Regions from separate parts of the Mus musculus genome. Here all the other regions are linked to region 3. A link is a contact called in public HiChIP or PLAC-seq and promoter capture Hi-C data. All regions are on one chromosome and are shown on one strand. The core of a region is the stretch at or near the end of the contact, and the rest is flanking DNA. Distances in the headings are between cores, read along the strand shown. Region 1 holds the start of Rasa4 (RAS p21 protein activator 4). Region 2 holds the start of Tmem120a (transmembrane protein 120A). Region 3 holds the start of Nyap1 (neuronal tyrosine-phosphorylated phosphoinositide 3-kinase adaptor 1). Region 4 holds the start of Pdgfa (platelet derived growth factor, alpha). Region 5 holds the start of Lrwd1 (leucine-rich repeats and WD repeat domain containing 1).

What was found. Promoter capture Hi-C pulls out the DNA fragments that hold promoters and counts their contacts. HiChIP or PLAC-seq counts read pairs in DNA pulled down with a chosen protein or histone mark.
Region 1: a contact with region 3 is called in a promoter capture Hi-C map of liver, with 2.5 times the contacts expected there. The contact joins the promoter of Rasa4 here to the promoter of Nyap1 in region 3. A contact is called at or near these places in 2 of 39 promoter capture datasets (liver and pre-B cells).
Region 2: a contact with region 3 is called in a promoter capture Hi-C map of liver, with 2.9 times the contacts expected there. The contact joins the promoter of Tmem120a here to the promoter of Nyap1 in region 3. A contact is called at or near these places in 3 of 39 promoter capture datasets (liver and pre-B cells).
Region 4: a FOXA1 HiChIP or PLAC-seq map of pancreatic cancer cells shows a contact between it and region 3. The contact joins the promoter of Pdgfa here to the promoter of Nyap1 in region 3. A contact is called at or near these places in 2 of 39 promoter capture datasets (hippocampal neurons and liver) and 2 of 115 datasets of contacts at active chromatin or transcription factors (embryonic stem cells and pancreatic cancer cells).
Region 5: a promoter capture Hi-C map of pre-B cells shows a contact between it and region 3, with 4 times the contacts expected there. The contact joins the promoter of Lrwd1 here to the promoter of Nyap1 in region 3. A contact is called at or near these places in 2 of 39 promoter capture datasets (liver and pre-B cells).

The regions. Positions count from the first base shown.
Region 1 is chr5:136,080,806-136,086,652 of GRCm38.p6, reverse strand. It overlaps Rasa4 (RAS p21 protein activator 4), which reads right to left and starts at 2,737. Exons shown (of 21, transcript NM_133914.3): 1 at 2,476-2,737. The coding sequence starts at 2,540.
Region 2 is chr5:135,742,033-135,748,026 of GRCm38.p6, reverse strand. Tmem120a (transmembrane protein 120A) reads left to right here and starts at 3,855. Exons shown (of 12, transcript NM_172541.2): 1 at 3,855-3,979; 2 at 5,628-5,746; 3 at 5,945-5,994. The coding sequence starts at 3,899. It overlaps Styxl1 (serine/threonine/tyrosine interacting-like 1), which reads left to right. Exons shown (of 9, transcript NM_029659.4): 9 at 129-807. The coding sequence ends at 260.
Region 3 is chr5:137,737,125-137,742,913 of GRCm38.p6, reverse strand. It overlaps Nyap1 (neuronal tyrosine-phosphorylated phosphoinositide 3-kinase adaptor 1), which reads left to right and starts at 1,746. Exons shown (of 7, transcript NM_001347505.1): 1 at 1,746-1,863; 2 at 3,112-3,263; 3 at 4,759-5,105. The coding sequence starts at 3,196.
Region 4 is chr5:138,990,665-138,996,215 of GRCm38.p6, reverse strand. It overlaps Pdgfa (platelet derived growth factor, alpha), which reads left to right and starts at 1,272. Exons shown (of 6, transcript NM_008808.4): 1 at 1,272-1,507; 2 at 2,832-2,928. The coding sequence starts at 1,445.
Region 5 is chr5:136,133,711-136,139,177 of GRCm38.p6, reverse strand. Lrwd1 (leucine-rich repeats and WD repeat domain containing 1) reads left to right here and starts at 3,104. Exons shown (of 15, transcript NM_027891.4): 1 at 3,104-3,306; 2 at 4,445-4,679; 3 at 5,128-5,244. The coding sequence starts at 3,227. It overlaps Alkbh4 (alkB homolog 4, lysine demethylase), which reads right to left and starts at 3,033. Exons shown (of 3, transcript NM_001347492.1): 1 at 2,884-3,033. The coding sequence starts at 3,000.

The DNA of each region.
Region 1 (5,847 bases), core at 1,488-3,987, 1.7 Mb after region 3:
CTGTTCCCTTCCCATATACTCTCCGCCCTGGTGAGACTTGTGGAAGTGCGCCCCGTCTTCCACCATTCATTCCTTCCTCAAGCCAGTGGCCACTGGCCCGGTCTGGCGACTTGTAGGCCTCTCTATATTTAGGGCCTTGGCTGTTTCTAGACTGGAAGAGGAAGGAGAGGGCAAACCCCGAAATAGCCCTAGGCTTGTCCCCAGGGCCACAGACAGGTTGAAGGAGCCAGTGGGGCACTAGTCACCGTGGGACTCAGCTTTTACCCAGCTGACCTAGGTACCCAGGAGTGGAAGGTAGTCATGAGCAGGCAGAGAGAGGTAGTATTAGAACACTGCTCGCAATGGCAGCTACAGAAGACTAAATACAAAGGGGTCTACAAGTATGGTGGGTGGCACGCTCACATGTCATATACCTTAGGAAGGAGAGGCAGAAGGATGGAGAGTTTGAGACCAGCCTGGGATGCCTGGTGAGGTATGCATCCCGAGGGTGCAGGGAACACTAAGACAATGAGTCACAGTTCCTGTGCTCACACTTGTCAGGGGCTGGCAACCTCCGGAGGCTTCTAGGTGACCAAAATGTCCAAGTGCAAGGACAGAACCTCAGAATTCTTCCCAAAGGCACTAAGGATAGCATCAGATAGGAAATGTGAGAAAGGCCCTGTAGGAGTTTTGGGGAGGGGGGCGTGTCTAAAAGGAATGTCAGAGGGTCTCTAATATTTAAAAGCAGGTTTAGTCAAGAGAGAAGGCCGAATGTGGGGATTGGCAGTTATGAGATGGCTCAAGAGGTGACTTTCAGTTCGAAACTGCATGCCCTCAGCCAGCTACCAGGTGCAAGCACGTGGATGGTGATTAGGGGTCTAAGAAGGGGCGAGTGGGGCAGGCTGAGAAGCAGGGCCAGGAAAGAGATTCCAGAATCAGGACACACGGCCCTGGGTGGCCCCTTTCCTGGGCGTGGAGACCTCTTCTCAGAGTCCCAGAGCCACGGGTGAGGCCCAGGTAGGCACAGCCCAAGAGCTTCTGGAGGTTGGCGCCAGAGCCAGCTGCTGGCAGGGATGGGGAGGAGGTGACAGACGGAAGGGGCTGCTCCTCCCAGCAGACACCAGCCAGAGGAAGCCAAGATGACCTGGTTTACCAATGCCCAGGGAAGGGAGGGGGGCCTAAGGGCTTGCGGGAGGGTGTAGGGGACTGAGAAGGCCTGGAGAGCTGGGGCCCGAGATCCCCTGTGGAGGCTCAACCAGCCTCCACCCTAGAGACCTAATTTCCACTGGAGCCCCTCCTCCCTTTATGCACAGAAACCCACCTTAAGTCAGCCCACCCTCCTCCCTCCCCATTGCCATGGCAACTGCTGAGCTGGCCTCTTCAGGCCCAGGGGGCCTTGAACTGGAACCGCTCCTGGCACTGAGAGTGCTGGGAGAGCCCGCCTGCCCGCCGGAGAGATGAACACACACACACACACACACACACACACACACACACACACACCTCCCCAATTCTCAGTTCTCTGTAGCCAGGAAACCCACCGGGACCCGGAGCGCACTTTGAACCCTAGGCCTCTGCCCCGCCCTTTCTTCGGTTTTATGATCGTGGCTTCTCCCCGACACTAGGATTTCAAGCACTTGGGTCCAGAAAGGGAAACTGAATCTTTGCAAATGAGGACATAAGAAAGCCACGAGACACGTTCTAGGAGTCACGCAGTTGACCTCGGGAACTCACTAAAAACAGTGTGACAAAGGGGTGTCCGAAAGCTCCCCAAATCTGGCGATGGATTAGAGGAAGCTTTATGAAGGACGGTAATGCATTTTAGGAGCCCTAGATTCACGACCTTGCTTTGACACCACCAGCTAACATTTCCTGTCTGTCGGCATCGGTTTTCTAATCTGTAAAGTGGTCCGAGGAGAAATGCCTTGCAGGGAGCGATTAAAGGGAGAGGCCCGGCAAAGTCAAGGGAGACTCTAAATCCTGCCTCTATGCATCCCTCCTGTCCCCTTGACCTACACCCCCACCCCCACTTTTCACACCTGCATGCCTTGCCCAAATGAATAGCGAATAGCGAACAAGTCCGGCGGACAACTCTTGGGGTTGTTATGGACTCCCAAACTACAGAGAGAGGGGGGGACACTCCGCCCCTTTCAGCCACACCCTGGGCAGTTCTTGCGATGCCATCCCAGTGCCAGTTTCAGTCTTTTAAAACTCCTGCCCCCCTATGAGCCCTGGCTTCCTGCTGTTCCCAGGTGGAGAAGCCCCTCCCTTGTCTCTAGCCCTCCGCCTCTAGCTTGCCCCTCCACTCTGTCAGGTATTCACAGCAAATCTCGCTGTCCCCATTTTCGTAGCCAGTCCCCCTCCGTGGCTGTACACGCCACATCCTCTCCGCTGCTCTCCTTGTGGGGAAGCCCTAAGGACCCCCCGCAAAGGTCAAGTATATAAAAGGGGATCCCATCAAAGTTGGGGTGGCCACCACCCGTACCCACTACTCACATGTCCTTGGCGGGCAGATTTTTCCCTTCTACGATTCGGATGGACAGCGAACTGCGCTTGGCCATTGCGGGTCGGCGACGTGGAGGCCTGGCGGGGAGGGGTTCGGACTCATGGGTCCCCTCTCGGGGTAAGGAGGGGGAACAGTGCGAGTGGCGCTGCAGGCAGGCGGGTGCGGAGGCCAGAGAGGGGAGCGCTGGGGCTGAGGGATCTCCGCTACTCCATTCACCCCTCCCCGCCCCTCCTGCGGGGGCGGGGAGACACTGCATGGAAGGACCAATCAGCGTCCTGGATGCCCAGAATGGGCGCGGCCTATGCGGCTTGCGTCCCTCATTGGCCACCTGGAAGGGAGGGCGGGCGGGGCCTGCCCCGAAGTGTAGCTGCTGGCACCCGGAGATTCTTCCACCACCAGGATCCCTCCTGGTGCTCTCGATTCTCAGAGAGAGAGCCCAGGCTCACGGAGGGACCTGGGTGTGCAGCATAGCTGCAAATCCATTAATGGCCGCACGCTGGGAGTAACTTGTCTGTGACAGACCTGGAAAGATGTGAAGACTCAGGCAGTTGGGAAAGTTTGAGGACATCAAATCTGGAAAACAGGATTGTTTGGGGCGTGTTTGTATTGTGGTTTCGTGTGTGTTCAGGTGTGCAGGTAGAGGCCAGAGATCACCCTCCGATTTCATTCTTCAAGATCCGTCCACCATTTATTTATTTGTTTATTTATTTATTTTTGAGACAGGGTTTTTCTGTGTAGCCCTAGCTGTCCTAGAACTCTCTCTACAGACCAGGCTGGGCTCGAATACAAAGATTCACTTGTCTCTGCCTCCCAAGTGTTGGGATTAAAAGCCTGCACCACCACCTCCAGGCTCTGGCTACCTTTTTAAAATTTTTGTTTTTTATTGGCTGATTGATTAGGGTGTGGCTTACATGTTGTGGTCCCAAGTGGAAATCAGAGGACACCCGCAAGAATCTTTTCTTTACTTTCACCAAATGGGTCCCAGGGATCAAATTCAGATTATCAGACTTGGGCAGGAGTCTTTCTACTGACCCATCTCCTCTGCCCCACCTTGTAAGACACAAGGTCTCTCATTGGCTTGAAACCTCCCCAGTAGTCTAGACTGGCTGGCCAGTGAGACTCCAGGATCCACCTTTCTCCATCTTGCCCACTTCTGGAGTTCTTTACAAGAGTTCAACACCATGCCCAGCTATCCATTAGTCCTGGGAACGAGTGATTCTTCTGCTTGCAAAGCAGTTTAGCAAGTGAACCATACTTACCTAGCCCTAGATCTGCATTCCAGCCCGCCATCGCTGCCCATACTGGTGACCAAACCTAGGTCCTTGAGTGTCCTGGTCAAAAATTCTGCTACGAGTGACATCATTTTATTCTTCTTTACCCCAAAATAAGATTCCATTGGGGATACAGACATACATACAGATTTTTTTTTTTTTTTGACACAGGGTTTCTTTGAGTAACCCTGACTGTCCTGGAACTCTATAAACCAGGCTGACTTCAAACTCACAGAGATTCCCCTCGCCTCTGCCTCTCCAAGTGCTGGGAATTAAGGGGTGCGTCATCAGCACCACTCCACCAGATTTTATTATGCTATGTGCACATATGCAGTACCTCTGGAGGCCAGAAGAGGGTATCAGATTCCCCCTGAAATTGGAGCCACCTACTGTAGGTGCTTGGAACCAAACTCTGGTCCTCGGCAAAAACACCAAGCTTTGTTAGTCTCTGATGGGGATCTCACTCTCTACTAAAATAAAATAGCCAAAAGTACCCCCAAGGAATTATTGTTTGTATGTTACTTAAAGACTATAAGATCGGGCTGGAGAGATGGCTCAGTGGTTAAGAGCACCAACTGCTCTTCTGAAGGTCATGAGTTCAAATCCCAGCAACCACATGATGGCTCACAACCATCCATAATGAGATCTGATGCCCTCTTGTGGTGTGTCTGAAGACAGCTACAGTGTACTTACATATAATATAATAAATAGATCTTAAAAAAAAAAGATTATAAGATCACTGAGAAGTGACTTGGTGGAGCAGTTCGTGATCTTCCTGTCCACTGATGGCTTGTCTGGGGAAGAGGGTCTCTGTGTGTAGCCTGTCCTGTCCTGGAGCTCAAGGCAAGCAAGCTTTGAACTTATGGTCCCCCTTTACTTTCCAAGTGGTCAGAATTACATGTGTGCACCACCATACCTGGTTTTAAATATGGCAAAGTGAGTGTTTCCTGTATTATTAGCCAAAGAGGAATCCAATCGGCATCCCATGGGGATGCATAAAAACTCACAGTTAGGTAGGTGGGTAGGGGGAGGGGAGGAAGATGGGGGGGGAGAGAGGGAGAGAGAAAGAGGGAGAGAGGGAGAGAGAGAGAATAAAATGCTGTAAAAAGCTAGGCTAAGCCAAGGGTGGGGGTTAGGAAAAGGTGAGATAGGCCTTTAATTCCACCTCCTTAGAAGGAGGATTGTAAGTTCAAAGCCAACCTGAGCAGCATAGGGAGATACTGTCAAAATAAAAAGGAAGAAAAGGGCCAAGAGTTTGGCTCAGTGGCGGGGAACTTGCCTACAATAGACCAGTGAGAGGGCAGGGATGCAGCCAGTGGCCAAGCGCTTGGTAGTGCGGATTCCAGGCCCAGAAAGAACAGAAAAGTAAAATCTAGATCACAGCCAGGAGCAGCGTGGTGCAGGTACATCACTGTGAACACTGACAACAGACCCTTCCTCACCATGCTGAACAAGATGCTGCTATACTCTGTGTCCCTCATGGGGTATGAAAGCCAGGGACAGTGGTCAGACCTGTGTGGGGTGGAGAAGGCAGCAGGCCCCTGGAAAGGCAGGGAGTTCCCTGACAGGCTACAGCATCCAGTGAAAAAATTTAAATAAAATAAAGTTCAATTTTCATTCCGGTTATCCATTTTGTGCGCATGTGCATGTGTGTGGCATTACACATGTATGGAAGTTAAATGGCAGCTCTTGGGAGTCGTTTCTCTTCCCACTCTGTGGAGTCCTGAGGAGTGAGCTCATTAGGCTTGCTGGCACCTTTCTCCACTGGGCCATCTCACAGGCTCTCCTTGAAGGAACTTGAGTATCTCTACACTGCACGTCAAACACTCGAGGTCAGGGCTGAGATGGCTCAGCAGTTAAGAGCATTTTTTGCCCTTACAGAGGACTGGGTTTGGTTCCCAGTACCCATAGGGTGGGACGTAACCATCTCAGAACAGCACTGTCAACCCAGAATCTGGGGTGGGTGGGGTGCAGGGCAATCTCTCAGCAAGCTTCTTGAAACTGATCTCTCGGAGAGGAATGGATCGCAGAGTGAATCCTGGAGGAAAGCTGAGCTTTGGCCCTTGGGTGCTCAGTCTACTTCCTATGTCA
Region 2 (5,994 bases), core at 2,606-5,105, 2.0 Mb after region 3:
TGCATCTAGTCTTAAGCCATCATGTGGGCTTCTGGGTAGGTGTCTCCTGTCCCCCTGAGCTGGCTGTGATCTGGTATGGAAGCGTCCCAACACCTGTCCTTAAGCCTTCTTTATCTCTGCATTCACAGAGGTCCTGGGCCCAAGTGAAGAAATGCAAAACCAACATGCGTCCGAATCGGGCCTTCGTGGCTCAGCTGCTGGAGTGGGAGAAAGTCCTCCATGGGGAATATCTCACAGACATCTCCGAGCCTATCTACTGACCTTTGCCTGGAACGCAGCTATGGTCACTGAGGAGTCTTGGTTGGGACTTTGGGGGACTGGGGAGCTGGGTTTGCACTTGGAGTGGTCCTGGAGAAGACCTTTGCTGCCTGGAGGTTCATATCTGCATCTTAAGGCTGGTTCTGTTGTTGTTGTTTTTCTCCAATACTGAGGATTGAAGCTAGAGCAGTGGTTCTCAACCTTCCTAACACTGCGACCCTTTAATACAGTTTCTCATGTGGTGACCTGTCCTGAGCCGCAGGACGGTGAATGAGGACTGGGGAATCACCTGGAAGAGAATGGGGAAACAAGAAACGCAAAGAACGGACAGCAAGTCAAAATCTGATCAAGCTGACAGATTTTATTTTTTCCAGGAAGGTTTCATACCCAAATAGAAGCATGATATGGGGAGGGGGATGACGTAGAGTCACTTTGTTTCTGGGGGAATGCACCTGTTCCCAAAAGCAGGATATTGGCTGGGTACAGAAAGAACAGAACAGGTTGCTAGGTACCTGTCCACTAAAATCTATAGCTATTTGTTCTGCCTGACTTTAAGATCTACCGCTGTTTGTTCTCCACTGGGCTAGTTCTTTCCCACAGAGGTCTCAACTAAGCTAGTACTTTTCCACTAAGGCCAAGACTTTGTAAGTAAGCACTTATGGCTGACAAGGCAGTTAACATTGAAGCAGAGTTGGTCCCAACAGTGACCCCCAAACACAAAATTATTTCGCTGCTACTTCATAACTAATTTTCCTACCATTATGAATTGTAATATAAATATCTGTGTTTTCTGATGGTGTCAGAAGACCCCTGCGAAAAGATCATTTAACCCCTAAAGGTGTCAGGGTCCACAGGTTGCCAGCCACTGACTGAGAGCTTTGCATGTTAGGCAAGCCCGCCCTCTATCATTGAGCTTCGGGCTTAGCCTTTTGTTTTTTGAGATAAGGTTTCTTATAGACTGGCACGGCCTCAAACTCTGTAGCTGAAAGGATTTAAACCCACTCTTCTGCTCCCAGCTCTCCAGTGCTGAGACTATAGTGTATACCACTACTTGGTTTATCTGGTGCTGGGGATGGAGCCAGGGCTTCCTGCGTGCTGGTCAGGCACTCCACCAACTGAACCACACACCTAGCCCTGCTCTGGGTCTCTTCTAATCCATTTTGTACACCTTTAGAGTTTATTTTAGATTTACTTGTTTTATGTATATAGATGTCTTGCCTGCATCTCTGGTTATGTATCACCATACAGACATACAGATGTCAGAAAGGGGCATTGCATCACTTGGAACTGGAGTTACAGATGGTTGTGAGCCGCCGGTGTTTGCTGGGAACCAAACCTGGATCCTCTGGAAAAGCGGCCAGTGCTCTGAACCACTGGGCCATCTCTCTACCTTATTATGTACCTTTGGCCACCCTCAGCCCTGCCGCTTTCTTGCCTCTTATCTGAGTGCTGGGATTCCATGTGTTCCACTATGACTGGCCTTCTCAGGCCCTGGCCACTCAGCAGAGCAGAACCCCTTTTCCTTCTGGCTCCTCAGGCACCTCCATACCCGGAGGCGAGCTGCATCGAGCCTACTGCAGTCCTGGCGCAGCTGTGGCGCACTCTGAGGACCTTCACTCTGGAGGTTACCCATGTGAGGGGGTGGGAGGTGGGGAGGGGTGCTCAGCGATGCTTATGTTGCCAGTCCTGCTATGCTTTGTGTTGTGACTAGCTGTCACCGTGTCTATCCCAGGGTGCAGGTCCTCCCACCCAGCCTTAGGGATGCTCCAAACTTCAGAGGCCCTAAAACGGGGGTCTTTGCCACATTCCCAGAGCCAGAGCTCTGCCCACCCACCGCCTCTGAGTCCCTGTGTACAGACTCTGTCCCCAGCTCACTGTGAAGGAGATGCTCTGGCACTCCCACCACACACTCCCAGGTTTAGTTTTTCTTTTCTTTTCCTTTTCTCTTGAGACAGAGTCTTGTAGCTGAGGATGACCTTGAACTTCTGAATCTCCTGTCTCTTTCTTCCAATTGCTAGGAATACAGGCCTGTACAACCACACCAAGCTTGTGGTACTAGGAAGCAAACCCAAGCCTTCCTGCAAGTAGGCATTCGCCAACTAAGCCACATCCCCAAACCCCCCAAATTCCACAAAATCTTCCATGTTTTTGTTACACCATATTTAAAATTATGCACTGTGCCTTGCTTGCATGCACTTCTTTTTTTGCCTGCATATATGTCTATGCACCACATATGTGGGCCTGGTACCAGTGAAGGCCAGAGATGGGTATTGGATCGCCAGGGACTGGAGTGACAGATGGTTGTGAACTACTATGTAGACCTAGGCATTGAAGCCAGGTCCTCTGTAAGAGCAGCCAGTGCTCGTAAGCCGAGCTTCTCTCCAGCTTTATTCTAGATGTCTAGGCGTGCCATGGTACCTGTGTGGACGTCAGAGAACACGTTGCTGAAACCGATTCTCTATTTTCACAACGTGGGTCCTGGGATCAAACTGAAGTCACCAGACTTGGCCACAGGCACTCTTACCTGCTGCGCCCCCTCATGGGCCACAAGTCCCAAAAGCTCTTCCTCAGACTCAGAACAAGTCCGGGTGGAGGCGCTTACAAGGGGACTGATGAAGAATGTAGGGTGTGATGTGGGTGGTAGGTAGAGTGAGTGCGTGTCCTTGGCGAGGGTGACCAGGAACTTCTGATTCTTCCGTCTGCACCTTCCAAATGTTTGCATCACTGGCATGCGCCTCTGCATCTGATCCCCCCCGGCCCACCCCCCACCCCACCCCCATCCCCCCGCCAGGGTTTCTATGTGTAGCCTTGGCTGTCCTGGAACTCACTCTGTAGACCAGGCTGGCCTCGAACTCAGAGATCCACCTGCCTATGCCTTCCAAGTACTGGGATTAAAGGCGTGCGCTGCCTTTAACTACTGCCCCGCACTGCATCTGATGTTTTGTGTGGTGCTTGGGTGAATTGCCCTCTGAGCTTCCAGCATGCTGGGCAAGTTCTGTACCGAGTCTGTAACTTGAACCGCACTGGTAAGGCTTCGGAAGTGACACGGTAGGAAGTTTAGGAGAGGCAGCCTAAAAGTTAAGGACGGAGGAGAGCTTGGAGGACTCAGGGCCAGGAAAGGAGTATCTGTAAAAGCTGAGAGACGAAGGCTGTCCCTAGAGAGGCGCAGCTTCTCAAGGACAAAAGTGTATGAAGAGTATGAGGTGGCTCACGCTTCTAATCTCTGCACGCGGCGAGTCAGAGGCAGGGGTATTTCTTGGTTCCAGACCAGGCTGAGCTACATAGTGAGACACTATCTAAAAATTTCAAAGTGTTAGAAGCACGTGTCTCCTTGGTTTGTGAGTGGTCCGAGGAAGCAGACTTCTCGGGTAAAAATGCTGGCCGCCCAGCTCTGGTCTCAATTCGAGGAGACGCCCTGCGGGCCCATGTCCCCGCCCAGCTCTCGTCCCTGGCTCTGATTGGCTGCTCCTAGGGGCGGGGCTCACGCGCAGATTACGCCGGGCCTTTTCCCGTTGGCAGTCACGGCGGCGCGAGCCCGGAAGCGGACGGGGGCGGTGGCGGAGGCTTCTCCGGCCGGCCGGGGTTGCAGCTCCGTCCTCCCCACTCGCGGCTCTCCGCGGCCAGTGGCGTGGACAAAGACATGCAGTCCCCGCCCCCGGACCCGCTGGGCGACTGCCTGCGCAACTGGGAGGATCTGCAGCAGGACTTCCAAGGTATCCAGGTGAGCGTCCCTGCGGCCATCCAAGCCCCGAGCCACGTCTCTGTCTCGGGGACAAGGGTCAGGCAGTACTAGGTCACACATAAGGCAGCTCGGAGGGGTCAGGGGTCGAGACTCTCCCCTACTTTTCTTCTTAAATGTCTGATGGGAGCCCGGATTGCCCGCGCGTCCCCGGCGTGCCTGGGCGGGATCCCTCTGTGCCGGGATATCTCGACTTTGTGCAAAGGCCTTGAAAACTGATCAGGACTCTTCTGTTGCCCCTCCCCCTGCACTGCTACCCGATCTGGGACCCAGTCCCCTTCCTAAAGAGCAGTCACCCGAGGCAGAACCCAACGGGGCCCAGCCTTTTGGGTCAATTACCCTGCAAACTTGCAGCCGGACAACGCCTTCCCCGCCCTTGGCTAACTCTGCTGAACGCCGCAGGGAAGCAAGTTTAGGTAAAATTCGGGCCTGGTTGGGGAAATCTCAGCCATCTGAGACGGAGGGACAGCGCCCACCTAGGGACAAGAAGAGGCCCAGTACATGTGGCTCTTTCTTGTAGGGAGAGGTGGGCGGGGCAGACTGTACCAGGACCTCCTGGATTGGTAGAGCGACCACTGGAAAACCTCCCATCCCAGGATGGTGTTGTTTGTGGCCACTCTGTCTCCATACCAGAGAGAAGGAAACCAATGCTTCCTGGAAGGCTGTCACTGGGCAGAGGTGGCACATGCTAGAGTTTGAGGAGGATGCGGCAGCTTATTTTGGCATGAGAAACAGACCTAAATAGTGGAGCCTGGCCAATAGGAGACTAGGTTAGACCTTTGCCTCTATTGGACTGTTGCCTAGCCTCATGTGTCCAGGTTTCCCCAGAACGCTGGCACTAGAACTCTCCCTAGAGACCTACACAGCTCCATGTCTCCCAGTTTTGCCATCACCACGATGACCTCAGCCCCTGCCTTGATTTCCCCACACTGCCCCTTGCCCTTCGTTTAGGCTGCAACTTGCAAGGCTCACCCACCAGGGCAAAGTACTTGGGGAAGCTTTGGACCAAAGGTGCTTGCAGGAGGGGAGTGGATGGGAGGGACTGGCCTTAGGGCGGGAAGCCTGACGACCTTTAACCTGAGATGAAACGTCAGGAATGCCAGGGTAGAAGGCAGCATGGCTATCCCTGATTTCCATTCTTTCAGGCTGGGTAGGTAGGAGGATCTGAGAAAGGAAGGGGTGAGTTTAGGCAGCCCCTTTGAGAGCAGCAGTTCTCAGCCTGTGGGTCACCACCCCTTCAGGGAGATTGGATTACCTTTTCACAGGGATCACCTAAATAGCAGAATTACAGATAGGAAATAGCAATGAAAACAATTTTGTGGTTGGGTGGGTCAGCACAGCATGAGGACTGTATTAAAGGGTTGCAGTGTTAGGAAGGTCGAGAACCACTGGGCTAGAGTCCACTTAGAATTCAGACGCCCACCCGAGCTGGGGACAACTGACCTGTTGTTGAGGACATGTACCACGGAGGGTCTGAGATTACAGGAAGAAGCCTAGCTCCTGGCTTGCTTCAGGAGTGGAGCAGTCTCTGGGAGGTCCCTGGGCAAGCACAGAAAGTTCGACCTCTGAGAGAGCCAGTTCCCTGCCGGGGCAGCTCCCCAGTGAAGCCACCGCCTTCTCCTCATGCTAGGAAACACATCGCCTGTATCGCCTCAAGCTAGAGGAGCTGACCAAACTCCAGGCCAACTGTACAAACTCCATCACACGGCAGAAGAAGCGGCTCCAGGAGCTGGCCTTGGTGCTGAAAAAGTGAGGGGGGTGACGGCTTGCTGGGGGTGGGTGGTTGACGTGGGGAGGGGCATTTCCGCTGGGCTTCCCTTGGCATGGCTCTTCTATCCTTCCTCCCTGGGTTTTGTTCCTTTTCTCTGTCCCAAAGGGTTCTCACAGGGGTTCCTGCAGGACTGGGGCTCTCCCACCTGCCCTGCCTGACTCCTGCCATACTCCCAGATGCAGACCCTCTCTCCCATCCGAGTCCATGGAGGCTGCACAGGAGCTGG
Region 3 (5,789 bases), core at 497-2,996:
AGCAGCTCCCTAGTCCCTCGGACCACATTCTAAGGTTAGGTAAATGTTGAGACAGACAGAGACAGACAAAGAGACAGAGGCGCAGAGACAGATGTAGATGGATGACACACCATCTTTTTTTTTTTTTTTTCGAGACAGGGTTTCTCTGTGCAGCCCTGACTGTCCTGGAACTCACTCTGTAGACCAGGCTGGCCTTAAACTCAGAAATCTGCCTTGCTTCCCAAATGCTGGGATTAAAGGCGTGCGCCACCACACCCGGCTGACACACATCTTTAATCCCAGTACTCCGATGGCAGAGACAGGAGGATCTCTGAGTTGTAGGCTAGCCTAGTCTTCAGAGTGTGTTCTAGGACAGCCTGGGCTACACAGAGAAACCTTGTCTGAAAATTTTTAAAAAGCCACAGTCTTGCTCGTCTTGTCTGTCATATTTTCGCCATAGTAAAAATGGCTGTAGTAGCTGCAGTCAGGAAACAAGCTTCCCACGTACCCTTACTCCTCCAAACTGGATCCCTATATAGGCTGCTGGTTTACAAAGTGCTTACAACCCTCTTCCTTCCTAAGGTCTTTATTTATAGTCGCATGTAGGCCACGGTCGGCTTTGAACTTGTGTAGCAGAGGATGACCTTGAACTGAAGCGCCTCTTGATTCTACCTGAGGAATGCTGGGATCACAGGTGTGTGCCGCAGCGTGTCAAGCCTCAGTAAGGTTAATCGAGGCAAGTGTGAAATGAGACATGGCTCAGACAAGCAGTGGGATGTGCTTGGGGCCACACAACACACCTGCATAGATTTTGCCGCATTGAAAAGCGTCCACAGGTACCAGGGATTAGGATGTGCATATTTTGCAGGGGATATCTCCCCCCCCCCCCCCCCCCCCAGTCCTTGGCGGATACAGCAGAGGTCTTCTCGATGCTAATTTACCCAACCACAAAGCTATCCACGTAAGGAATTTGTCAGAGCTCTGATGAGAAAAGGTCAAAAGAGGGGAGGGGTGAGGTCACATCCCTAACCACTCCCAGGTGGTGCCCCTGGTGGTCTCCCGCACGGGCCAACCTGGTGCGCTCAGATCCTGGCGGGCGGCGCCCACGGAGTCAAAGGTTAGTAAGGAATGACTTGGAGCGCGGGGGCGGACGCGCGGAAGACTTTGAGCCCCACACGGTGGAACAAGGTCCGGGCGCCTGGGAGGCTGCAAGGGGAGGAGGCCCAGCACCGCCAGCCAATTCTCGTGCCCTCCCCGCACCTAGGGCGGGGTGGCAGGGTGGGGGCACGGCGGGGACTAAGCCAAGGGAGCACGCCCCCTGCTGAGCAGATGCGCTGATCTCCAGGCAGGCGACTCGGAGTCCCTCTGCCCGCCTCACCGCTTGGTAGCACCCAGGGGCCGCAGCCGCAGCCTCCCACCCGGGAGCACTAAGGCGCACCGGGTTCGCGGGTGGGTGCGACCTCCAGGCTTCCGCTGGGGGGCGCCGCTGAGCACCCCGCTCCGCTTAGGGCTTGGGAGACCCAACCCAGCACAACACGGCTGAGTAGGGGGCGCGGGTCGGCGAGAACCAGACGCCCGAAAGCTGCGGAGCGGAACTCCCACACCCCAAGACCATCCTCTCAAGATCCCCTGTACGCTCCGCAGTCCTTGCACCCTCCACCCTAACCTCCTGGTGCAGCGCCGCACCGCCGTTCCCGCTCTGCCCTTGGAGGGTGTGGAAGGGTGGGTTTGGGGCCGGGGGCGGGTCTGGGGGCGGACCCGGAGGCGGGGCTGTCTCTGCGGCAGGGCCCAGTTCGGCTCCCCCAGTCTCTCTCTGTCTCTCCTCCTCCCTCCTCCTGCTCCGGGCGGAGCCCGGCATGGGGGGGCCGGCGCCCGGCAGGCCAGGTACGGTGATGTAGAAACTGGGGAGGCTTCATGCGGGGAGGTGGTGATGGGGGGACTACGGGTAGGGAGGAATTGGCGGGGCGAGAGGCGGAGACACCCAGGGTAGCAGGACAAGGGGAAGAGGAGGGGGTGCCCCGGGAACCTGGGGCCCTTGGATGGAAAAGGGGGGGGGGGTTAAAGCAGGCCAGGTTTGGAACAAACTGGGGAAGGAGGAGGACGGCTGTGAGGAGGGGCTCCAGGGAGGAGACGTGAAGCTGAAGGCGAAAGGGAGAGAGTGTGTTTGGGGGAAGGGACGCAAAGCGCAGGTATGGAGGCCGAAGCCCAGAAGGTTGCTATGGGGCCAGACTGGAGACCCCCGCCAGGGTGGGATTCAAGGGCGGGACTACTAGGGGGGAGCCGGGGGTTCTCCCAAATCCTGGAGCAGACAGAAGGTAGATTGATTTGGGCTATCAGCAAGAGGAGGGAGGCAGAAACCATTGCTGAGGGACCAGGGAGCTGGAATAGAGGTGGACGGAGGTCCAGGCCCAGGATTGGAAAAGCGGGGACTCCGGAGAGTGAAGGTAGATGGATGGATGGGATTTCAGTTGCCCAACTCAGTATCACCATCCTTCCTTCAGCATCCCCACCCTGCCCTGATGAACCCCCCACTAAGCCTCAGGGCCTAAAAGAGGGTAGGAAGCCTAACTCCCCCCCCCCCCAAGCTGGGTGCAATGTACGCAAGTAGGCCCTGAGCACAACTTGTCTGTAGGTGTGGCCAATTCCATAGCAGATTTGTGTGCTAGAGGTCTGTGTGTATCTATCAGTGGGTGTGTCTGTGGGTGTTTATGTCTGTGTGTGTTGTTCCTGGGTTTGTGTTTACCTGTGCCCCTTTATGTCTGTCCCTATTTGTAGATATGTCTGTGGCCTGTGGTGTGTCTAAATATGCTGTGTCCCTACAGAGTTGCTGTATGCTTGTGAGGTCTGTCTGTCTGTGGTGGTTCGGGATATATTTACACAGAATGGGAATCTGTGCCAACCTGATCGCTCAGTGTCTGTGGCTCCAAACACCTTTGTCAGGGTGTGTGATTCTGGACACACACACTTCTATGGCTGCCTGTCTGGGAGGGGTTCCCTAAACTGTATGGGATATTCTGTGCCTGTGTTTTCCTTTTCTGAAGACCCAAATCACGTCTCTGCTCCTTTTTCTCTTTCATTCCTCCCTCCCCAACCATATCTTCTTTTTTCTCTCCACCTGTTCCCTTTATCAAGTGGATCCGGGACCCAGGGAGGGCCGCCCCCCGGGCCTGGTGGCATTAAGCAGGGCCCCTCAGCCCCCACCTCTTGCCCCACGACATGAACCTTCTCTACCGAAAAACCAAGCTGGAGTGGAGACAGCACAAAGAAGAGGAGGCCAAACGGAGGTAAGGCTGGGCCCTCCGACTGTCCCACCCACCGCCTGTTGCACCAGACCTCCCCCTTTTGCTTAGCCACAGCCCTTCTCGGGGGCCCACCAGCTTTGTCATCAAAGAGTTTTTTTTTCCCCAGATTTTCTATTCAGCATAGAATGGGCTGCACATGCACTTGCTTGGTCCCAGCCCTGTTCCTGGCTTCTTGGGAGAGGATTTAGCCAGGGGAACGACTTCCAGCTTAAAGAACCTTAGTGGCTTGCTCCCATGCCTAAAGGGCCCAAGTCCCTCCTTCCTGACTCTCTTTTTTTCTGTTATTTTGAGACTGGCTGCTGGCTTTCCCTTGTCACCTGACCTTGGAAAGGGCAGGCAGGCCCTACCATCCTCGTGGGGTCCAGAGAAAGGGTCATTTTAGGGACCTCAAAGAGCACTCAATGTAATCCCCTACCAGTCAGGGTCCTGTTGGAAGGAGGGTACGACTAAATGACAGGTGTGTGTATGTGTGTGTGTGTGTGTGTGTGTGTGTGTAAGGATTTTTAGGCTAAGTACTGCAGAAGAGTCAGGTGGAGACCCCGTGCCCACCCTCATTCTTGCATCTCCACCAGCCCTTTCTTCTGACCTCTGAGGAACCCAGGCTGCTTCCTCTGGCTCCTTTCCCTTTTGACTATACAGCTTCTTGGAGCCTGAGTCAGAAGCACCTCCCAGCCCTCTTCATCCCTCCTCACAACTGTGGAGTTTAATTCTTGCCGTTAATTAGATTAATCAGAGTGATCACTACAGTGATCTCTCCCTAATAAAGGGTTAGTAGACAGGGCCTTAATGAGAGCCCACCCCACAGCGGCGGCGTCTCCCAGCTTCCCTGCCAGCCACCCCCTTCACTCACCCAGAGGAGAACTCGGGGACAGAGAAAAGGGAATACAAGTGAGGTGAGGAAGCTGACAGAGAGAGGGCAGCAGAGAGAGAGAGAGAGGAAGAGAGAGAGAGAGAGAGAGAGAGAGAGGCTCTGATGATTCAGGCATCACACCCTGCCTCTGGGAGAAGAGGCCTGTGGTGTGACAGAGGCCATAGTACACTGTAGCTGGACATACAGAAAGGCCAGAGGCCAGCACAGGCGAGGAGCCACAGGGGCAGGTGTGTCTGCTTGTCTGTCGGGTGGCTGTTGCCTGGATTGCATCTTTTTGCACATAACGGGCTGTGTACTAGTTAGGTGGTCAGTCAGCACCAGACACACACACACACACACACGCACACGCACACACACACACACACACCATTTCTGATATCATATGCTGTCCTTCACCCCTACCTATTGCCTTGCTCTTCTTAAATCCAAAGAATCTACCTGCAAACCTTAGACCTTCAGATATCCCTAACCCAGGCTCCTATTCTCCTCCTCAGTGGGGAAGCACAGTTGTCCTACCCTTGAAGATGCTATCTCCTCCTGAGATGGAAGACAACAAGGTAGAGGCTTGCCTTCTAACTTCTGCCCCATCCTGTCTTCTCTCCCTAGCTCCAGTAAGGAAGCAGCCCCCACAGGCCCGGTGGGGCCTGGGGCTGTCCCAGGGCCTGGGGTTCGAGTGCGAGACATTGCCTCGCTTCGACGATCCCTCAGGATGGGTTTCATGACGATGCCCGCGTCCCAGGAACACACCCCTCACCCCTGCCGCAGCACCATGGCCCCACGCTCTCTCTCCTGCCACTCGGTGGGCAGCATGGACAGTGTAGGTGGTGGGCCTGGGGGAGGGCTCACGGAGGACAGCAGCACCCGGAGACCCCCAGCTAAGCCCCGGAGACACCCCAGCACCAAGCTCAGCATGGCAGGACCAGGGGCAGAGACACCTCCAAGTAAGAAAGCAGGTGAGACATCCATCCACCCTGCTCCCCATCCCTCTTCAGAGGAAGCTGGCAGCGGCAGGATCCATTCCAGGCCAGGGGGGGCTCTGGGAGGGTTCATTCAGGGAAGAGCCAAGGAAGTGGAAGGTTCCATTCTGAAAAGGAATAGGGGGTTTCTTTTAGATGGACCTCAGATGAACCATTCAAGGGCAGGAGACACTCCCTAAAAAAAAAAAAAAAAAAAAAAAACAGCTGGTAAGAAAGGACCCAAAGGTGAGGAGGAACTGCCGACTCTGGAGTTGGTAGGAGGCTGAGGTAGAAATCGTAAGATTATAGTTTCTGGTATGTGGTGAGTCCTAGTCTCCAAAAAAAAAAAAAAAAACTCTAAATTAAAAACAAAAGGAACAATAAGAAGAACAAAACAAAAACCAAAACAGGAAAACAAACCAACAAAACCTGGGCCATGGTGGTACACAACTTTAATCCCATGCTCTGGGGATATAGCTGGGGAGGATCTCTGTGAATTCAAGGCCAGCCTGAGCCACGTGTGGAATTCTAGGGTAGCCAAGGCTATATTGTGAGACCCTGTCTCAAGCAAACAAAACAGGAAGAAAGAAAGGAAGGAAGGAAGGAAGGAAGGAAGGAAGGACGAAAGAGAGAAAGAAAAGACTGGGGATTGCCTTAAAGAAAAGAAACGTAGTGGGCTCT
Region 4 (5,551 bases), core at 23-2,522, 1.3 Mb before region 3:
CGCGTGGCAGCCGTCAGGTGAGTGCCCTAGACGCGCCCCTAAACCCGCCCCGCCTCTCCGCAAAGACTCACTCCCCCTCCTTTTATGGAGAGGGGAAGGCTGGAGCACTGGATCCTTACAGTGGGAAGCGGCCCGAGCGCCGGGCGGGGGCCAAGCCGACTCTCATGCCCTTTTTGGCGCAGCAGCTCTGGGCGCTGCCCTTTACTGCCGCTGGGGCCCGAGAGAGAGGCGAGCCAGAGACGGCCGTGCTTCTGCAGCGGCCTCCTCCCCTCCCCGCCCGGTGCCGCAGGATTGCAGCTGGCACTGAAGGGTGGGCAAGCTCGAGGGAGGGGCGCTCCGGGAGCCCGGGCGCCTGTGGGCTCCGAGCCGCGGGCGCCGAGCTTGGATGGATGTAGCTGCCTGCGTGAGCGCGTGTGTGGCCACTGCAGTGGCGGTGGCGGCCGGGCCCGATCTGGCCCGCGAGACCCCTGAGCGCTTCCGAGGTGCGGGTCCCGGGCCCGGAATCCGGGGGAGGCGGGGGGCGGGGGAGGGGGAGGGGCGCGGTGGCGGCGCTATAACCCCCTCCCTGTCGCCGGCCGGCTCCACACGCGCGTCCTGCGGAGCCCGCTCAACTCCTGGAGCCCGGCCTGCCTGCGCCTTCTTCTCCACCTCCTCCTCTGGTCTTCCCGCGGCTGCTGCTGCGGCGGCAGCGGCGCCAGCTCGGCCCTCCGCCCGCCCTCCGGCCCGCGCGGGCGGCGTAGCGAGGCCCCGGGCGGGTAGGCTGCTGCCAGGCGGCGCGGCCGCGGGAGCTGCCCGGCCCCGGCGGGCGGAGGGCGGAGCGCCGCGCCGTAGCCGAGGGCGCGCCGCGGAGGGGCGCACGCAGGCCGCCGGGCCGCGCCGTGCTGGGCCGCGCCGTGCCCGGCCCGGGGCGGCAGCGGCGAGAGGAAGGCCCGGGGACAGGCTCTCCGGACTGCCCGGAGCCCTCAGGGAGAGGCGAGGCGGTAGCTGGTACCGGGCCGAGAGTCCAGACAGGTGATCGGTGGTGCGGCGGGAGCTGCAGCCACGCTCCGCGGTCCCCTCCCGGGGCTGACGGCAGCAAATATGCGGATTTACCGGCCGGGTCGCTCCTAAAGCCAGCGACGGGGAGCGAGCGCGGCGGCGGCCAGCACGGGGAACGCACCAAGGAAGAAGCCCAGCCCCCGCCCTCCGCCCCTTCCGTCCCCACCCCCTACCCGGCGGCCCAGGAGGCTCCCGGAGCGACTCTGTTCCTCCTCCTCCTCCTCGCTGGCTTTGCACTCGCTGCTCGCGCCGAGCGCGCTCCGCAGGCTCCCTGCTCTCCGCGCCACCCTCCTCCGGGCCGCGCTCCCTGAGGGATGGTACTGAATTTCGCCGCCACAGGAGCCCGGCTGGAGCGCCCGCCCCGCGGCCTCGCCTCCCTGCCGAGCTTCCAGCGCCTCGGGACGCGATGAGGACCTGGGCTTGCCTGCTGCTCCTCGGCTGCGGATACCTCGCCCATGCCCTGGCCGAGGTGGGTGCCACCCCCGCGCCTCTGTCCCCTCTCGGCTCCCTCGGCGCACGCCCCTCTCGGCTACCTGTTTCAAGCTCTGCAAAGAGCATTTTGGTTTTGTCAGGGTGGTGTAATTTTTTTTTTAATCCCAACTGGGTTCTATTTTCTGCCATGCCCAAGTGTGTCTGGTGAGTTTCCAGCGCGTTGCGTCGCTCCGCCTTGGAGGGGGACGGGGGAGCCGCGAGGTGAACCCGTGGGTAGAAACTTCGGGGGGCTGTGGGTGCCTTTCCAGAAGGGGCAGCCCAAACGCAGCGGACAATGCAGTAACGGGGTGCGGGAAGCGGGAAAGGGGGTGTGTGTAAACTGACCGTGCTCTGGGAGGGGACTAGGGCGGGCAGTAAGCAGGTAGAGGAGGGTGCGGCCGTAGCCTGGGACTGGGAAGGGTGGGCAGCGCCCAGCCGCAGTCCCCAGTTCTCGGTCCCCAAACCCAGTCCGACGCAGGGCTGGAGCAGTCTCCGCCCGCCCAGGCCTGCTTACAGGTGGCTGAACGAGGCAGCTGGGGCCGGGCCAGGCGCCCGCGCCCTCCCACCGCCACCCTCCCCCCCACCCCCATTCCCCGGGAGCTTTGCCGTGATGAATGACTTTCCACAGCCCCTGTCGTGGGAACTTCGTGGTTGAGTCCTCCAGCGACCCTGACTCCCTTTTAAAAACCGGGACGGAGAGTGGGGGAGGCTGAACGGTGGGGGTGGTCTGGGCAGGGACCGGAGAGGCGCGAGGTGGATATTTAACCCCTTGCGTTCCCTGCAGCCTCTCTAAGCCCCGATGGATTTGGGCGTCCTAGTCGGCGCTAGGGCCGTGACTGGGCCTGAGCCGGGTGGGGCGACCCGGCGCGCGTGCTTGTAGGGGGTGGGGTGGGGGGAGAGGGAAGACCCTCTCCCCTGCGGGCTCAGCTCAGGATTCCCGGAGTGAAATTGAACCCTTCGGCTAGATTAAAGTGTTGAGGCTGCTGTGACTCCAGTCGTGGATGCGTGACGCATTTCGACCCTCTCTGTTTCTACATGTGGATTTAGCTATTAAACCAGAAACTCTTCGGGCCCCTGGCTGCCCCCAGACACCCTGGGGAGGCCAGAGCGCGGGTGATTTTTGTCTGAACATGTCAAGGCATTGTTGGGGTATTTTTATCAAGGTCAGACAGATAGGAACAGTGTGGAGGATTTAGGGGGTCCCATCTAGCCCCAGCCGATCCTCTGGCTCTAGGGCCTAACGAGGGTCCGGCCGGGCTGTGTGGCCCCTGGGGCTGGGCTGGAACCCTTGGGCGCGTCCTGACGGTGTGGTCTGCTTGCAGGAAGCCGAGATACCCCGGGAGTTGATCGAGCGGCTGGCTCGAAGTCAGATCCACAGCATCCGGGACCTCCAGCGACTCTTGGAGATAGACTCCGTAGGTAAATCGCGCCCCTGCCCTGCCCTGGCTGAGAGGAGGGCGCGGGCGGCGGGGCGGGCCGGCTGCGCGAGGAACCGTACCCTGCGCGCTCCGCCGGGCCGGGCGCTGCGCAGGAGCGCACCGAAAGGTCAGACTCCACTCGCCGGCCATAAACGCCCAGGCGTATGAGTCAGGCGTTTCTCTTGTAGTTGCCACTTTCTCTCCCAGCGGCAGCGGAGGGTTGCTTCGCTCACCCAGGGGTTGTTTTAAGTGAAACGCAGCGGGTGTGTCACTGAAAGTTCAGTTTTAGAGTGTGCCGAAAACTGCCAGGTATGCGGGTCAACAGCTGCTTCTGGCCCGGGAGCGCGGGAGCCGGCCCGGAGGGAGCGTGGCTGTGGCTAGTCTTCTCCTGGCCAGGGCCCCCAGAGTGCTTGAGGAGCTGGTCGGTCCGGGCCTTTTGTAAACTCCACTCCCTGGTGCCTTGATCGCCTGGGGCTGGGTCCCATAGGTGGGCGCAGGAGGCCGATGTTTTTTTCTCCACACCATCCTGTAAAAAGGCGCGCCTAGTACACGGACGCTTGGGGCTATTTTGGGGGCTTCCCGCCTCGGGCCAGAGCCAAGCCACTGTAGAAAACAATTTGTAAATGTAGGGTTGTATTAGACTCGGATGACAAGGGCTAAAATAAATGGGCGCGATGGGGATGGGAGAGGCAGCCTCTGTGCGGGGAGGACGTGGTCTCCTCCTGTCTTTTGTGATAACCTTTTCAAAATGAACACTTAGCCTGTTTTTTTGTTTTTGTTTTTGACACACTGGGATAAAATTTACCAGCTTAAAAAGAAATAAAAAGGCCCCAGTGAGTTTGTCAGGAGGAACTAAAGGGCTAAAGTGAAGAATTCCAAGTGACGATTTTCCCCCTCCTTGAAAACTTTTCAGAGAGGGCCGAGTGGTGAGAGAATTAAGTAAAATCACATGGTCTAGCCATTTGGAAATTTGTACCTAATTATGGTGGTGGAGAGGCCTGAACTGTTTTTGTTGCATGCCAAAAGCATTTTTTAACCAGGCGGCCCCGTTTCAGTAGTTTCTTGACCCAGGAAATCCTTGGCCTGATCCTTATCAGGAATGGCAGGCCTAGGGTTTCACTTGGATATCAAGAGCTGGGTCAGGGGGTTTGATCTGATCCCTTTTTGAGTAGGCCTGGGTGGGGGACTTGGCTTGGGTCACTTGGGGAAATACTCCCAGAGTTTTTGCTGGTCCCCAAAGGCGGACTGCTTTCCTGCCCTGCTTAGCCTAGGGCTGGGCCTCCTGCTGTCTGTATGTTGGGGGAAATGGGCCATTCACTTGCAGCGGGGACCATTCTTATGCTGTTCCCTGCAGCCACGCCTCCCCCACCCCCCACCATTAATGCTTTTAGCACCAAGCTTCTGTTAAGGTTAAGCCGGTGTGCCCAATGAGGGGGCTGGAGGCCTCCTCCTTGGGAGGGTCCAAAGAGAAAAAGCTGTCCAGGGCCCCTGGAGGTTTCAAATTGCTTCTGAAAGAATGGTGTGTGTGTGTGTGTGTGTGTGTGTGTGTGTGTGTGTAGGACATCTCCACCCTCATTCTACCTATCAGACATTTGGGAATCTCCCTTGGAAACTTCTGGAAGCCAAGTGTGCCTGTGGACTTCTGCTATCCTCCTAGCTTCCTAGTCTTGAAGACAGAGCTGGAGGACCCATCATGACACCAACCCAAAGTGGGGTCTTCCTTGCTGGGCTATCCCCCTGCTCTGATGTGGAAACTATCTGGAAACTAGTCTTGGCTGGTTGGCTCTCATTCACCTTCTGTCTCTTCTTGAAGTGAGGGGCCCTGCGGCTCTGGCTGCCAGAGGAGGCTGCAGAAGGCTGTGGTAGTCAGTTTTAGAGTCAGCTGGAAAGGCATCCTCACTGGGACATCCCTCAGGATGGCCTCTCCAGGTGAAATCTTGCTGTCTCTATATCTAGGTTGCAGGGAGCAGAGAAAGGCTTAGGGGTGTCCCAGCCAACTCCTCATCCAAGTGGGCGGAGCCTTGTGATTGGCACATGGCTTGTCTAGTGAGCTGGCAGCATCCCCATTTTCCAGATGGGGAAACCCTGAAGGCATCTCCTCCCAACCTTGCAGCTCCTTGGCTGTGTGGCCCAGCTCCAGAGGTGGCAAGATTCCAGTGCACTGTCAGGAATGTCCCTGAGCCCAGAGCATTCCATGGCAGAGTCAAGGAGCTCTAAGTGGTCTTTCCAGTGTGGCTTTTGGGTCCAGAGATTCATTACTGGCATGCAGCCTTGCTGTGAACTACAGCTCAGAAGTTCAGGTCGATTCTCATTCTCTCTCTTTCTCTCTCTCTCTCTCTCTCTCTCTCTCTGTGTGTGTGTGTGTGTGTGTGTGTGTGTGTGTGTGTGTGTAACGGGAGCTTTGTTCTCTAGAGCCGCTGGCTAGGCGCCATGGGTCATTGAGCAACTGATACATACACATCCCATCCCAGGCTACTCACAATATTGTAGTCGGGACAGGGCTAGTGGACTCTGTCTGTCCTTCCTCTAGTCATCAGACATTGTCACCCACACATCTGCAATCGGATAAAGGGAGGTGACTTTGACCTGAGAGGGGCTTAGCTACTAATTCATGCTGGGCTCAG
Region 5 (5,467 bases), core at 1,855-4,354, 1.6 Mb after region 3:
GACCAAGGGCAAGCTAGCCTGGCCTCTTAGAAAATTCCAGGCCAGTGAGACTCTCTCAAAACACCAAGGTGGGCACCTGGGTTATCCTCTGCCCTCTACCTGTATACACATACACCTGTACACGCATACACCCCAAACAGAAGTGCCCTGGAACCAGCAAAGACCCACAATAGCCACATGTGCCCGGGACCCACCAGGAGCCTCTGGGATTCCGATGCTCTTCTTGGAACTAAAGCAACTTGGAGAGGAGCCTGGAGTCGCAGGGGCGATGCAGCCTGAACCTGGCCTCAGGCCTCAGGGCATGGGATTCTCATTCTCTCATTTGTGTTTTTCTTCTCTGAGGACCTGGCCTGAGGCTGGGGGATGTGGGCACTATTCCTTTGGCACTGTGACTATCACCGACCCCTCAGGAGCAAAAAGATAAAGGACAGGAGCCTGCACCAGGAGTCTGAGAAGCAGGGCTAACCGTAAGGCTGTGGTCTGGGTGGCCAGGGGCTGGCCAATGCTTATTGGAAGCCACAGATGTGTGTCTTCCTCAGCCCTGCTCCTGCCTCCTCTGAGACTAAGAGATGCAGTAGTAGAAACGCCATCTTAGGGCTGGAGAGAAGGCTCGGCGAATAAAGGCACTGGCCGCTCTTCCAGACAACCAACCGGGAGAGCTCACGACTGTCCATTAACTTCAGTTCCAGGAGATCCAACACCCTCACACAGACACACATGCAGGCAAAACACCAATGTACATAAAATGTAGGGCATCATAAATCTGTGGCTGTAGCTCAGATGGTATAGGCCTGCCCGACATGCATGAAGCCATGGGTTCCTTCCCCAGCACTGCAAAAAAACCTGTGTGGCGGCAGAGGTCTGTAATCCTGGTCTTCAGGACCATTAAGAGTTCATGGTCATCTTTCACTATATAGTGAATAAGGCCAGCCTGGGCTACATGAGCCAGGCCTTAGCATGTTAGGTAAGCACTCTACCACAGAGGTCCATCCCAAGCCCCTCACTAGGGCAGTTCTTTCTTTCTATGTTTGAATCTGTGTGTGGCATGCACATGTGCCCTCCAAGGCCAGAAGAGGGCGCCAGTGACTTGGGTGTTGGGAGGCAAACTTAGGTCTTTGGTTTTTTTTTTCTGAGACAGGGTTTTTCTGTGTAGCCCTGGCTGTCCTGGAACTCACTCTGTAGACCAGGCTGGCCTCGAACTCAGAAATCCGCCTGCCTCTGCCTCCCGAGTGCTGGGATTAAAGGCCTGCGCCAGCACGCCCGAAGCAGTCAGTGTTCTTAAGTGTAGAGCCATCTCTCCAGCCTGGGCGGTGCTAGGCAGGTGCACTATCTCCAGACCACGCCTCCAGCTAGAGACTGGCTTCCTTCTTTTAGCAGCACATCTTCAAGGTGAATCCATATGGAACTCGCGTCAGAATTTCCTTCCTTTCTAAGGTTATATCTACTGCATGGATATCCGAGATTTTTAAAAATCTCTTATTAGTTTATGGTTTGCCTCTTTCTTTCCTGTCGAGACAGGCTTTTATTTAGTCTGGTTTGAAACTTGCTATGTAGATATCTTTGACCTCCCTCAAGCCAGCACCAACACTGCCCACTCTTCAGTTCACCAGTTGATATAATAAACACTTGGGTGTTTGGTCACTCTGAATGCTGCCATGATCCAGACATAGTGACATATGCTTGCAATCTTAGCTTATGGAGGGGGCGCCCTGGGGCCTCTAACTAAAGAAAATAACTAAAACAAAAAACTTGGCTCAGGCCCCTTTGATCTCTTTAAGTGTCTGTCGCCTCAGCCACCCACAGCTCCTATCTCAGGCCTCTACTCAAGCATTCCCCTGGCTATGCATCCCAGCAACTTGCTACAGCACTGCCAGGGCCATACAAATGCTCTGAAGTTATTTTTCATTCATTCATTCATTCATTCATCCATCCATTGCCCATTTTGATGGAAGGTGTTAGCCTGGTCAACAGAGAGCTAGAAGGGAAACATTTTAACATTCTTCCTGGCCTACCTGACTCCTGATCCTATTAGTATCTTGTAAGACAGATTTGTTTTTGTTTTTCAAGATGGGCTTTCCTGGAACTCCCTATGTAGATCAGGCTAGCCTGGGACTCACAGAGATCTGCCTGCCTCTGCATCCCAAGTGCTAAGTCTAATGGCATGCACCACCACTGCCCGGCTGTAAAGCTGATTCATACAGGTTTGTTTTCCCAAAAAAATTTCCCCCAAATCAAAGCCTGTTTTGGAGACAGGTTTCTCTGTAGTGTAGTCCTGGCTGTCCTGGAACTCACTCTGTAGACCAGGCTGGCCTCGAACTCGGAATTCCACCTGCCTCTTGTCTCCCGAGTGCTGGGATTAAAGGCATGCGCCACCACTGCCCGGCTGCCTGTGCTGTCTTAAGTCGCTCATTCCCTGTCTAATACAGGCGGCCTAGTGTTCAGCACTCCCTACCATTTCCATGCAGTCTCCCTTGTGCTCCGGAAGCTCACTCAAAACCAGACCCGTTCAGTCCAAGTTATTTACCACTGCCCCCCACCCCCACCCCTCACCCCCCAAAGTCACAGAGATGATGTGTGACAGCCGCTTCCCTACTGCCAAGGTAACTCCTAAAACCTGCTGGGCGGCTGAGGTCCGTTCTCCAGCCTCTCTGCCTTTCAAATGCAGAGATCTCGGCGTGCACCAGCATTTCCCCGCCCTTCCATTAATCAGCCGATGGCACTTGGTCCACCTTTTGGGTTTTGTGAATATTGAAGATATAAGCGCTCCAAACAACTCACCTACCGCGAGGCTTTGGTCCTTGGCTGTTTTACAGGCAAGCTGGGCCTTAGTTTCCCATTAAGATGAATAGATTTTCTGGCTATGACTCTTTTCCTAGTCCGTACCTGAAGGCAGATCTGCCAGGGCGGGTCCCTGTGGCGTTGTCTCTCGCAGATAAGACAGGTCCGGATGCCCTTACAGCCGCACTCCTGCAAAAGAGAAACTTCAGCCGCCGCCGCCATCGCGTCCTCCGATCAGTTAAGAGCGCAGGCGCGAGACGCAGGGGCCGCTGGGAGTTGTAGTCATCGCAGAAGCAGGAGGTGGGGCGTAAGGCTGGCGTTCTACTTCCTTCCGGTCGCAACGGACTCGCAAAGGGTTTGTTGTGCGCCACCTCCTGGGCTCCCCGGCAGCGGGCCTTAGCGACCGGACTTCGTGGAGGCGCGGGTTCGGTTGAGCCCTCGGCCACCCATGGCTCCTCTCACGCCGCAACTGCTCCTGCAACGTGGGCGACCCAAGACGGATAAGCTGGGGAAGATTCAGAGTTTGAAGTAAGAGCATGTGGGGTTGAAGCGGATCCGGGGCGTGGGGTTCTTCCCCGCCAGGGTGGTTTGATGGGCGGAATGCAAGGCTCAGACCCCTCCGTCTCCTCCTCCTGCCCGGGTTATTCTGTTATCCGGGATTCGAGCCCCAGTCGAATCTCGCGCCAAACGGAGATGTGGGAGATTGGCAGCCAACGCCCGGCGTCAGATAAACTTGGAGCGAACGCCCTTAGCCTTGCGCGGAGTGGAAAGACTGATGAGATACTAAGGGATGTTGAGGGATCCTGTGTAGCACGGAACGGGCTAGCAGGAACTAGTAAAAACAAGAAGGAACTTGGAAGTCTTGGGCTCTAAAGTCATTTTGTTTTGTTTGTTTGCTTGCCTGTTTGTTTTTGAGACAGGGTTTCTCTGTGTAGCCCTGGCTGTCCTGGAACTCACTCTGTAGACCAGGCTGGCTTCGAACTCAGAAATCCACCTGCCTCTGCCTCACAAGTGCTGGGATTAAAGGCGTGCGTGTGCCACCACTGCCCGGCAACAAAGTACTCTTTAAGGGAGGGAAGATGGGCCACAGAAATGATCTGCAGATAAAGGTGCCTGTCTGTCATCAAGCCTGAATTCAATCCCTTGGGCCCAGACAGTGGAGCAAAGCAGCTCCCTAAAACCATGACCCCCTTAATCACGCTTTGATTGTGCCCATTCCTATCCACACACCACACACAGATACATAGACACTCTGTAATACATAGAAAGGTAAGTTAGGAAGTGAGAAGGCTAGAACAGTTGGCATAGCTCAGTTGCTACATTGCTTACTAGACATGCACAGAGCCTGAGTATCCCTAGGGTTCCATCCCTATCAACACCTGAACAGCTCCCAAGGGGTGGCACATGCCTGTCATCTCAGCACGTGGGTAGGGGGAGGAGAGTTAAGTTCAAGGCTTTCCTGGACTACGCAATGAGTTGTGTAGGATGGGATCTCTTGAGTTTTGCGGCCAACCTAGTCTACATAGTTCAGGCTAGCCAAGTCTAAAGCAAGCTTCATGCTTGCACAAGAACTTTGTTGGTGGAAATCCCTCTGGGACAGATGGGGTAATTAATGGGAGGGTCTGGCCCGCTCCCTCAGCTCTCTTGCTCTCTGCCCTCACCCCAGTCTGTCGGGGCTGCAGCTGCTCTCAGAGCACTTGGATCCCAATCTCCTGGGGCGCCTGAAGAAGCTGAGGGAACTTGACCTCTCTAACAACTTGCTGGAGACGCTGCCTGCTAACCTGGGCCTGTCCCATCTGCGCATCCTTCGCTGTACCAACAACCAGCTCGGGGATGTCACTGCCTTGCACCAGTTCCCAGAACTTGAGGAGCTCAATCTGGAAGGCAACCCCTTCCTGACGGTGAGAGGGACCAGGACTCTGTGGGGCAGACTCAGGCTCCATTCCCCCCCCCGCCCCCCCCCCCCCCGTTTCCGTTTTGTTTTGAGACTGGGTCCGATGTAGCACAGGCTGGTTTCAAATTAACTGTGGGTCCGCAAATAGCCTTAAATTTCTGCTCCTCCTGCCTCTGACCTCCTGAGTTCTGACCATGTTCCACAAAGCCCAGTTATGCGGTGCTGGGGACCAAACTCTGGGCTTTGTGCTTGCTAAGCAGGCAGTCTGCCCCCTGAGCTACATACCCACTCCGTTTGGGTTTTTGTTGTTTTGCTTGTTTGAGGCAAAGAGTCTTGCTCTGTAACCCAGACCAACATCAAACTTGAAACGTCCCTACCGTACTCTCCCAAACGTTGAGATTCCAGGCATGCGTCCTTACTCCTTCCTGGCTTTCTGTTATCTCTTCTTCCGTTAGGTCAGTGACAACCTCAAAGTCTCCTTTCTCCTGCCCAAGCTTCGTAAGGTGAATGGCAAGGACACGGCCTCCACCTGCTCACAGGTGGAGAATCTAGATCGGGAGCTGATGGACAGGGTAAGGATGATGGCGTGGGGGTGGGGTCCTTGGTCATAGCAATTGGGTACTGAGTGGGACAGAAGTGGAGTTTTGGAGCTGTGTAACAGAGATTCTTGCCCAGACAGCCTCAGGTCTGAGGTGGTGAGTCTGTTTTTTTTGTTCCTTTCTTTCTGTGTTTGGAGACCCTGTCTCCAAGGTATGCAGCAAGCACAGCAGGACACCAGCGAAGCTAGACTCACAG